Linked DNA regions of Mus musculus: region 1 is linked to region 2. Evidence: chromatin contacts called from public promoter capture Hi-C data. All regions are on one chromosome and are shown on one strand. Each heading gives the region's core, a stretch centred on a gene start, on an enhancer-like site or on the middle of the called end of the contact. The rest is flanking DNA. Distances are from core to core; before and after follow the strand shown.

Region 1 (4,830 bases), core at 685-3,184, 1.9 Mb before region 2:
AAAGTTTACTATGCTTTGCAAATATAAGCACCCTGCTGCTCTGTCCCCCTTATGAGTATAAATATCACCACAAAATATGTTTTCAGTACACATTTGGTTAACTTACAAGGATTTTGCTTTGGTAATAAGCAATTACTTCACAGGGACAAAGTAACCTTTTTTTTTTTGTTTTTGTTTTGTTTTTTTGGAGACAGGGTTTCTCTGTATGTATAGCCCTGGCTGTCCTGGAACTCACTTTGTAGACTAGGCAGGCCTCGAACTCAGAAATCCACCTGCCTCTGCCTCCCAGGTGCTGGCATTAAAGGCGTGCACCACCACACCTGGCTTGACAAAGTAACCTGTAGGCTCCATAATTACCCCAGCTTTAAATTTGAATTCCTTGTCAGTCATTACTCTGCTAGATACTGAGTGTAGGGCCTCCTTCACCCATGCTAGGCAAGCGCCCTCTCTTGTCTATGATTTAACAATGTAAGAGACAGTGTTGTTTTCTGCTCCAATAGTTGGATGCATATCATCTCCACCTAAGGGTACTGCTTTCTAAGTTATTCATGCCTTCCTCCCATTTTTTTTTTTTTTGTGAAGCCTTTAAAATGAATGCCCAGGTGAATACAGGATCTTAGAACTGCTTGATCACCGTTGACTTCTCAAACGGCTATACATCCACTGTGCAGTTTTGTTTTGGGTTTAGACACAGTCTCAGTATGTCGCTATGATTATCCTGGACCTAACCACTAGACTAGGCTGGCCCACCTGTGCCTGGGATTAAAGGTTTGTACCATCACTCCAGACCCTACCACATTCTTTAAGTGTTTTACCCATCCCTTTAAATATGACAAATATCCAGTGTTTACTTTTTCCTCCAACACACTGTTAGTCCATGATTTTTAATTGAATGAAGGCAAATCTATTTTCTGGACTGCCCATCCTTGACCCATATTGAGCAATTATTGTTCTGAGTAATTTTTATAACCATTTTCCCTACTGTAGGCAGTTTATCATAAAAATTATTTCAGCTATTTATTCATGTACTAGAAAAAGAAAGAACAGTTAATTTTCCAACTCTGGTAATGTCTTAAGTATTGCTTCTTTATGACTTCAATTCTATACACTCCTGCCTGTAAGCCCTTCCAAATAAATAAGGTAGAAGTGATATATCGATCTAAAAATTCTAGTGCCTTTTCACTTCCTACAGCATTCTAGTGAAAATCTGCTTAGCAAAGCGTCTAATCTATTATCTAAGGAGCTATATTTAGGCTATCGTTTTTTTCTCAAGCATCAAGTTCAAGCCTGGGGAAATGCCCGGGTGCGTTTAACGGTGGTGAGCTGCGAGCTGCGAGCTGGGCCAGGTGCAAGACTCGCTCGCAGAGATGTTTCTGTCTCTAGCCAACTGTTTCCATTAAAATCCCGCTGGTCTGCGCTACCTCAGAGTTAACTGCAGAGCTCCTTAATCATAAGCTAACTCAAATGTATCCATGGCAGGTCTGCCACCTATTTTAAGGTCCTCAGAGGTCCGACAGAGCATGACTCGGGATCGAGCCTCTGGGACCCATAGAAGCAAAAGGTTGGAGCGTTGAGGGCTGCTTAACCCTCGGCCTGGCCAGGACGGCCCTGCCCGCCCGGAGTTTCCAGGTCTTATTTTCCTGTAACAGACCTAAAGAAACCGCAGCGCCCCGCAGCACGGCCGGCGGGGTGACTTTTGCGGGCTGGCACCGGGGTGGAGAGAGCGCGGGACAACGGCGGCGCGGAACGCACTGGGAGCCGGCAGAGTTCGGCCACCGCGCTCAGGCTGCTTTCAGAACGCTCCCAGCGGCTTCCGCGGGCCCCGCCCCCGCCGGGGTTTCCCCGCCGCCCGTCTCATTTGCATGGCGCGCCCCTCCCCCGCTGCCATTGGCCGGCGCCGGGCCCCGCCCTCCCCCACTCCCCTCCCTCCGCCGTAGGGTTCCGTCCCCCGAGCGCCCGGAGCTGCGGGCAGCGGGCGGACTGTTAAACCGCGGCGGCGGCGTCAGCCGGGGCGGGAGCGGGGCGCGCTCTGGAGACGAGTCGGCGGCGCCCCGGGTGGGGGGAGGCGGGCGGACAGCTAGAGATCGCCTCGGCGGCCCCCACCACGGCCGGACCGAAGGTGCGGCGGCGGAGGGCAGCCAGGGCGCCCCAGCAGGCGAGTGGCCGGCGTCGCAGCGGCGGGCTGAGGGGGGTGGGTCTCCTCGGCGGGGGACGGCGGCGGCGCGGGGCGGGAAAGAGCGGAGAAGACCGCCGGGTGGACTCGCGGGCTCGGCGTCCGCCGGGCAGCCCCCTTTGCACCCCGAACCCTGCTTGCCGTTGGACTGCGGGCCCCGGCACAAGACCGTGCTTTGGGGCAGGGGTCGGACCGCAGCCAAATTTAAACGGCTAAACCTAACAGCCTTGGCAGACACGGCGGGGAGGGGAGGGCGGGGCAGGGGGCGGGCCTGGATTCGAGTCACGTGGGGATGGGGCGGGGCTTGGCAGGCCTCCCTTTTGTTTTGGCTGGCGCGTGCGCAGAAGGCGGAACACGTGGTTTTTCTTGGGCACGCCCTCTCCCTCCCCCCCCCCCCGCCCCCCGCAAGGCTGGAGCAGCGGCGCCTGTCCTGGGGGTGTGGGGCGCTCTGTGGGAAGCTTTCCGTAACGCTGAGCTTGGCTGGCCAGCGGCGACATTAATTTCTTCTTATTTGGGGCCGTTATGGATTTGGCCTTTAGAATTGTTTGGGGTGGAAGGGAGTGTTGTGGTTTATTGAAAGGTAACCGGTCCGAGTTGGTGTTGCTGCTTGTGCCCAAGAGGGGAGAGGGCTAGCTTTAAAAAAAGAAACAGCGTTTGGTAAGGAGAAATAAATGCAGGACGGTGTTGTGTGGTCCCAAATCGGGGAAGGAGCTGTTGGGATCTGCCTTGCGAGGAGCGGGCGCTGCGTGGGCGTCCTCGGTACCCCCGCAGAAGGCGCGGTGGCGGTTCCCTGTCCTCGCTGTTCCCATCGCGGGTTCCCGGGAGACTGGAGTTGTGGGAGTCACCTTCTGGCTTTGATTCCCCCAGCTTGGACGCAGAATGTGCCGGAGAGACTAAGAAAGATTGGCCGCCGCCGCCGCCTTTAATAGTTTAACTTTGTGTTTGTAGAAAGGTTTTTAAATCCTGATTGGATAGGGCAAGTTTGATAGCAACATAACTTCCCCGAAACTGTTCCTGAGCACAGCTGGCAAAACAGGCAGGATTTGAGGGTAGAAGTAGTTCTAAAAATAATTCGACAGTGGAGGGGGAAAAGCGCAGGTGTGGAACGCAGACTGTTTAGTAATGCCGGGGGTTGATTTCTGCGGTTTCCAGAGAGCTAACTAGCCGTTTCCTTGGGCAAGTCACAGCCTTGCTGATACATCTGTTTCCTCTGGAAAACCGTTTCGTAATACAGTTCCTGCCTTAAAAGAGTGTAATGAAGATCACGTGCCTTGTGTTAGTGAGCATAAATCACCACGTAATGTGGTGGTGTAACATAACGTCAGTTTTTAACAAAGCTAGCATATTTTTGGAATTTTAAGAATAAGCCGTGAAGTAAGATATTTGATTTTCGCCAGATCTGTTGCACTTTTTGTGTTGTTTCTGGCCATGTAACCAGGCTGGCCTCCGGACTTGCTGTGTAATCCAGGTCCCCTTTAGAGCTGACCTAGGAACGTGTGCCTAACTGCTGTAACTTTAAGTTTCTCTTCACGGTTTGAAAGATCACTGTCAAGGTCTGCTATCACTTCTTATCTATGTATAATTTTCCCTAAAACTGGAGAGCATGCGTTTTCAGTTAATTTAAAAGTAGAAATATTAAATATTCTCTGAAAAACGATTTTAATAACTGCTTAACATTTTCATCATTTGAGTATATTTTTAGTTTTTCCTATTGGCAGATGTTTGGGGTTTTTCTAATATTTTGTGTAAATTATTACACAAGTCTTTGAAATAGTATACTCCCCTTTCCCCATTAGATTTATAGGAGTCTGAGCCGGTTTTTAAAGTTTTTATGCTCTTGTGACACCCCAATTTTGAGCATGTATTAATTTACTCATAGAGGTATAAATGTGTCTCCTGCCATAGCCTAGTTCATCACCCAGGATTGGCTATATGGGGAAAACCTTGTTGTCCACTCCCACTCCCACACTGACCTGTATGTGGTATCTGGTGCATTTCCTAACTTACTGTTAGGTATTTGAGAGAAAACTTCATATTCACATGAGTATAGCAAATAGTGGATGTCTAGTAAAGACTTGCCGATTGGCTGCAAATATTTAAACTTTTTTTTTTAAACCGGTGAGCCGTCAGGAAATTGTCTTTTCCTTTTTTGTCTTAAGAGTACAGAGTTGCTAATGTAGTAACTGATTGAGCTGTTTGAGTACTTGTTCCATACGGCTAGGCCTCACTAGTCTTTATAGTTTTCTATTAAATGTTCCAGTAACTTGCCATTGATAAGCATGGCATATCCAAAATGTTGGTCTGCTTTTCCTGCGTGTATCCTTACACGTGGATATCCTTGACTCACTCACCACGCTTCCAAGGTGCTACTGTGAACATTTCATCCTGATCATCGTTATTTCTCCCATAGACTCTGTGCTACACAAACAGGAAGGCAGTGTCTACGGTTCTGTGCTTTGTTCCCGACTGTTCACAGCCCAAGAGTTACTGCCCATGGCATTCCTGCTGCTGGTCGCCTATTCTTTCATGTAAACCTTACATGCAGCAAGCCATTCATGCTGTCATGATGTCTTCTTGGGTTTACACATATCTTGTTCCTTCCCATATAAGTCTGTGTTTGCTATATGAGGTGTCAGGTGAAGAAGTAGAAAGTTGTT
Region 2 (4,624 bases), core at 1,202-3,701:
GCCTTTAATCCCAGCACTTGGGAGGCAGAGACAGGTGGATTTCTGAGTTCAAGGCCAGCCTGGTCTACAAAGTGAGTTCCAGGACAGCCAAGACTATACAGAGAAACACTGTCTTGAAAAACCAAAAAAAAAAAAAAAAAAAAAAAAAAAAAATGTTTCTGATTGCTCAAAGAGAAGCCTTTCTGGATGATAGCATAAAACGTAGGTAAACATAGTGACCCTAATGCAAATTGTAAACTAACCATTCACCTGCAGAGGTTCATAGATGATAATGAATGTCCTATTGTGATGCAGGATGCTCGGATGTAGGGAGGTGGTTCATATGCAGTGGCAAGAAGTCTGTGAGGACTCTTCTGAGAACCTAAAACTTCTCTAAAAACACAGTCTATTAACATAGTGACAAAGGCAGCAGCTGACTGCCTTTTGAGTGCTGATGTGAATGTAACTATTTTGAATTTAAAAGAACAAAATATTCCCAGATGTTGACTAGCCCAGAAGTCAACAGCTTCTCAGATGGAATTATTGGATTCCTGTGTTAGTGATCAGAAGTAAATTCAGTCATTTCACAAACATAGATTTAAAGACAATAAATGTTTGGGTTTGTTTTCTTAAATCTAAGTTGTTACACTCTGAATTTGCTTTCAGTAATGAAGTTCCAGTACAGATGATGCTGGAATCATCTTTTTTTAAACAAGGGTAAAAATCGTAACTACTTTATTGTGTTTCTTGTTTCAGTGTCTTTTAGTCTCCTGACTACGGACTATATTTGGAATTTTATATAGTAAATATTTGGGAAGCTATATGTTATGAATTTGTGTTTTAGTTAGACAAACATATCTCTACTTCTGTCCTAGTCAGAATTTTCATTGCTGTGAAGAGATACCATGACCAAGGCAACTCTTTTTTTTTTTTTTTTTTTTTTTTTTTTTTTGGTTTTTTTCAAGACAGGGTTTCTCTGTATAGCCCTGGCTGTCCTGGAACTCACTTTGTAGACCAGGCTGACCTCGAACTCAGAAATGCTGACCTCGAACTCAGAAATCCGCCTGCCTCTGTCTCCCAAGTACTGGGATTAAAGGTGTGTGCCACCACGCCCGGCCCAAGGCAACTCTCATAAAGACAAACATTTAATTGGGGGCTGGCTTAACAGCTTCAAAAGTTCAGTCCATTATTATTATGGCAGGAACTTTGCAGTGTACAGGCAAGTGCTGGAAGACCCAAGAGTTCGACATCTAGATGCCAAGACAACCAGAAGGAGACAGTCTACTTCAGGCAGCTGGGAGGAGGCTCTGATTCCATACTGGGCAGAGCTTAATATACCTATACCTTAGTATACAGCAATCTCAAAGCCGGCTTAAGTAGCAGTCACTTCCTCCAACAAGAATGTACCTACTCCAATAAGGTCACACCTCTGATAGTGCCATTCCTTATGGCCAAGCATTGAAACATGAGTCTATGGGAGCCAAATCTATTCAACCAATCACAATTTGATTCTGTACTTTTTAAAGATTTGACTTTCAAAAAAAATATTATATATCCTGTTGAGTCCTAATTCTCTCCATTTTTAAACAGAATATGGATACTGGTCATTGACTTACACGCGTTTGTTTGTGCTTTGTTTGCTTTTGTTGTTGTTTTGTTTTGGAACTCACTCTGTAGACAAGGGTGGAGGGGCTCAGACTCACAGAGATCCACCTGCTTCTGCCTCCTGAGTGCTGGGATTAAAGGTTTGTGACACCACTGCTTGGCTTGCTTTTGCTTTTGAGACAAAGCCTGTAGCTCTGGTTGGCCCGGAACTCTCTGTGTAGACCAGGTTGGCTTCAAACTCACACAGGTTCACTTGCCTGTGCCTCCTCAGTGCCAGTGCTGGGATTAAAAGTGTGTGCTACCCCGCCCCCGCCCCTCTCTTACTAAGCTTAATTGAAAAAAAAAAAAAAAAAAAAAACCGACTAAGAAGTATGCTGTGATGGCAAATTAAGACTGAAAACTGAAAGGAAGATTCATCCAACCGGAACTGCACGTCTTTGCAAAGTGGCTGGTTACCAGCAGACCTCAGGAGAGGTGACTTCTTGCCCTTCCCTAAGCCCTAGCTGCTAGACTAGGAATCCACAGCCAGGTTAGAGACATTTCCCCTCAACCACATCCTTTAAAACCGTGAACCTAACTAAAGATGAAAAGCAGTTCGTGCACCTATCCAAAGATGACAAGCAGTTCATTCCTATGTTTGGAAAGCATTATTTCTGAGAAATTCTCTTATTCTTAGCAACTGCTGCTAGCTGGCCCTGCCCTGGTAGGTTCCAAGTGACAGTTTTAACTGCAAACATCCTCGGTCTTGGGAAGAACGTGGAAGGGACCAAGCCTGGGATAAAGGCTGTAAAGCAAACAATAAGATAAGGAGGTCAGGCCCCGCCCGACCGCCTGCTCCTCCCGTAGGAGGGACCGGTCCTCACCGGCTGGAACTCTGTGTAATCGGATCCTGTTGCCGGGCTGCCGCGGGGAAGCTTTTGGGCGTGGGACCGCGAGAAGCCGCTTGTAAACAGAGCCGGGCCGGGATGGTCGGCAGCTGGAGCGCAGTCGCTGGCGGTGAGGAGGGCGGGCTGCCCGGGTCGGGGTCCTGCCGGGGGTCGGCTGCAGGCCGCAGGGGAGAAGGGACCAGAGCCGCGGTGAGCATCCTCCTCACGGCGGCCTTGGGCGGGGAGGGGGACGGGATGACGCATCCCCGGAGCTCCCCGGGGTCGCCGGGGTTCTTCCCACGCACCGCTTTCTGTTGTATTTCGCGCTGGGGATAGCACTTCATTTGTGGGTGGCTAAGTGAGGAGGAAGACATGACCTGGTGTTTATTTTTTGTGAATCAAGTAACGCAAATTAGAAAGTAGTTGAATAAGGTGATCCTGTTTCTGCGTTGTTTTTAGTAACCCCTCCCCAGCGATCATAGAAACCAAACCCCAGTAGAGCTTTTAGCCCCAGAGAAACGCTACGTTTGTTCTTTCTATTGACTGAGCCCATTTTGAATGTATAGTAAATGACAGTACAGGACTAATGATAGATTGGTCTTGTATGAAAAGCTTATTAAGCTAGAAAACAAAAACAAAACAAACAAAACAAGATAAGGAGTCCTCAGGCCCTTAAGCTGGAAAAAAAATTCTGATTTCAGAAGACAAATAGAGGCTGGGCTTATATGTATAGTTTGCAAAGCAAGGCGCCTTTACAGGTTAAAAAGATTGAGATATATTATTGTAAATGTTATTTAGTTCCTCCCCTTTTTTTCTTTGATCCATGGAACTAGAAAGAAACTTCTGGGTTTTTCCTGTAAAATATTTTCAACAAATCATAATAAATTGTGACTTGTACTTATACAGCATTATAGAATAGTACACGTTATAAGTGGTTGCTTAAAACACCAAGTAGTTTTTATTTCATTTACTTAAAGAAATACCATAGCAAAAATGAGGTCTTTAAAAGGTCAATATACATGTGTTACCTTGGTAACATAATCTAACTTCACTAGGAGTCAAGTATTAGGTTAAATTGACACGAAGTGTGTAAATGTCATGTACCAAGAAATAACATCAATAACTTGTGTGTTTGTCTTTATAGTAAGTACTTTAACAATGCTATTGTTCTGGCAAGATCCTGAAAGCTTACTTCAGCTTAAATTCTTGTTTGGTCACTTTCTCATTTCGTCATCCTGGAAAGTTTACTCAATTTAGCTGTTTCCTAATCTGTAGAATGGGAATAATAGCCACCTCATCAAAGATTCAATGAGTTATTAAATATGTATGTTTTTTTTGAGAGAGTCTCTCTATGTAACCCTGTTTAGCCTGGAAATTGCTATGTAGATTAGGCTGGTCTTGAATTCACAGAGATCCACCTGCCTCTGCTGGAATTAAAGGCATGTGCCACTTGATGTTTTTAAAGCCCCTGGAACAGTACCTAGAATAAGTGTTTGATGAGTATATCAAATTAAAATATTCCACTACTGAAAAGCAGATGAATAATTGTCAAGTGTTCGGGAAGGCGTGGAGGGGGGAGTTCTTTTTTTTGTTTGTTTGTTTGTTTGTTTTTGTTTGTTTTGTTTTTTTTTTTTGGTTTTTCGAGACAGGGTTTCTCTGTATAGCCCTGGCTGTCCTGGAACTCACTTTGTAGACCAGGCTGGCCTCAAAGTCAGAAATCCGCCTGCCTCTGCCTCCCAAGTGCTGGGATTAAAGGCGTGTGCCACCACGCCCGGCATGAGGGGGAAGTTCTTGTTGAATGGGTGGACTGCAAGATGAAAGACCAGTGGGGGTTGGGCTGCATGACAATGCTTGGCTTAGTGGTTACCATGGTAAATTTTATGTTTTGAGTATTTTGCCACAATTAAAATGGCTCAGGTATCAGTGTTCACAACATTATATGCTCAGAATTCTTTATTGCCACACAGCAGCCTCACTCACGCTTGCCTTTAGTGCTGTGACAGTACGATGGCTTGTGGTGTTTTATTTGGTAGATTCACGCACTGGAGGTTTATCAGAAAACCTGCAGACACATTGTTAATTTGACACCCAAGACTCTGGGACAGGCATAGCTCCATCACGACCTTCTGCTAACTTTGTTTTTGTGTTTTCCTCTAATCCTCACAACCATCACA

What was found. Promoter capture Hi-C pulls out the DNA fragments that hold promoters and counts their contacts.
Region 1: a promoter capture Hi-C map of pre-B cells shows a contact between it and region 2, with 5 times the contacts expected there. The contact joins the promoter of Kansl1l here to the promoter of Plekhm3 in region 2. A contact is called at or near these places in 4 of 39 promoter capture datasets (the C10 cell line, embryonic stem cells, liver and 1 more).

The regions. Positions count from the first base shown.
Region 1 is chr1:66,814,699-66,819,528 of GRCm38.p6, reverse strand. Kansl1l (KAT8 regulatory NSL complex subunit 1-like) reads left to right here and starts at 1,934. Exons shown (of 15, transcript NM_001122738.1): 1 at 1,934-2,155.
Region 2 is chr1:64,954,651-64,959,274 of GRCm38.p6, reverse strand. Plekhm3 (pleckstrin homology domain containing, family M, member 3) reads left to right here and starts at 2,451. Exons shown (of 8, transcript NM_001039493.1): 1 at 2,451-2,580. Gm51627 (predicted gene, 51627) reads right to left here and starts at 2,696. Exons shown (of 3, transcript NR_165472.1): 1 at 2,448-2,696.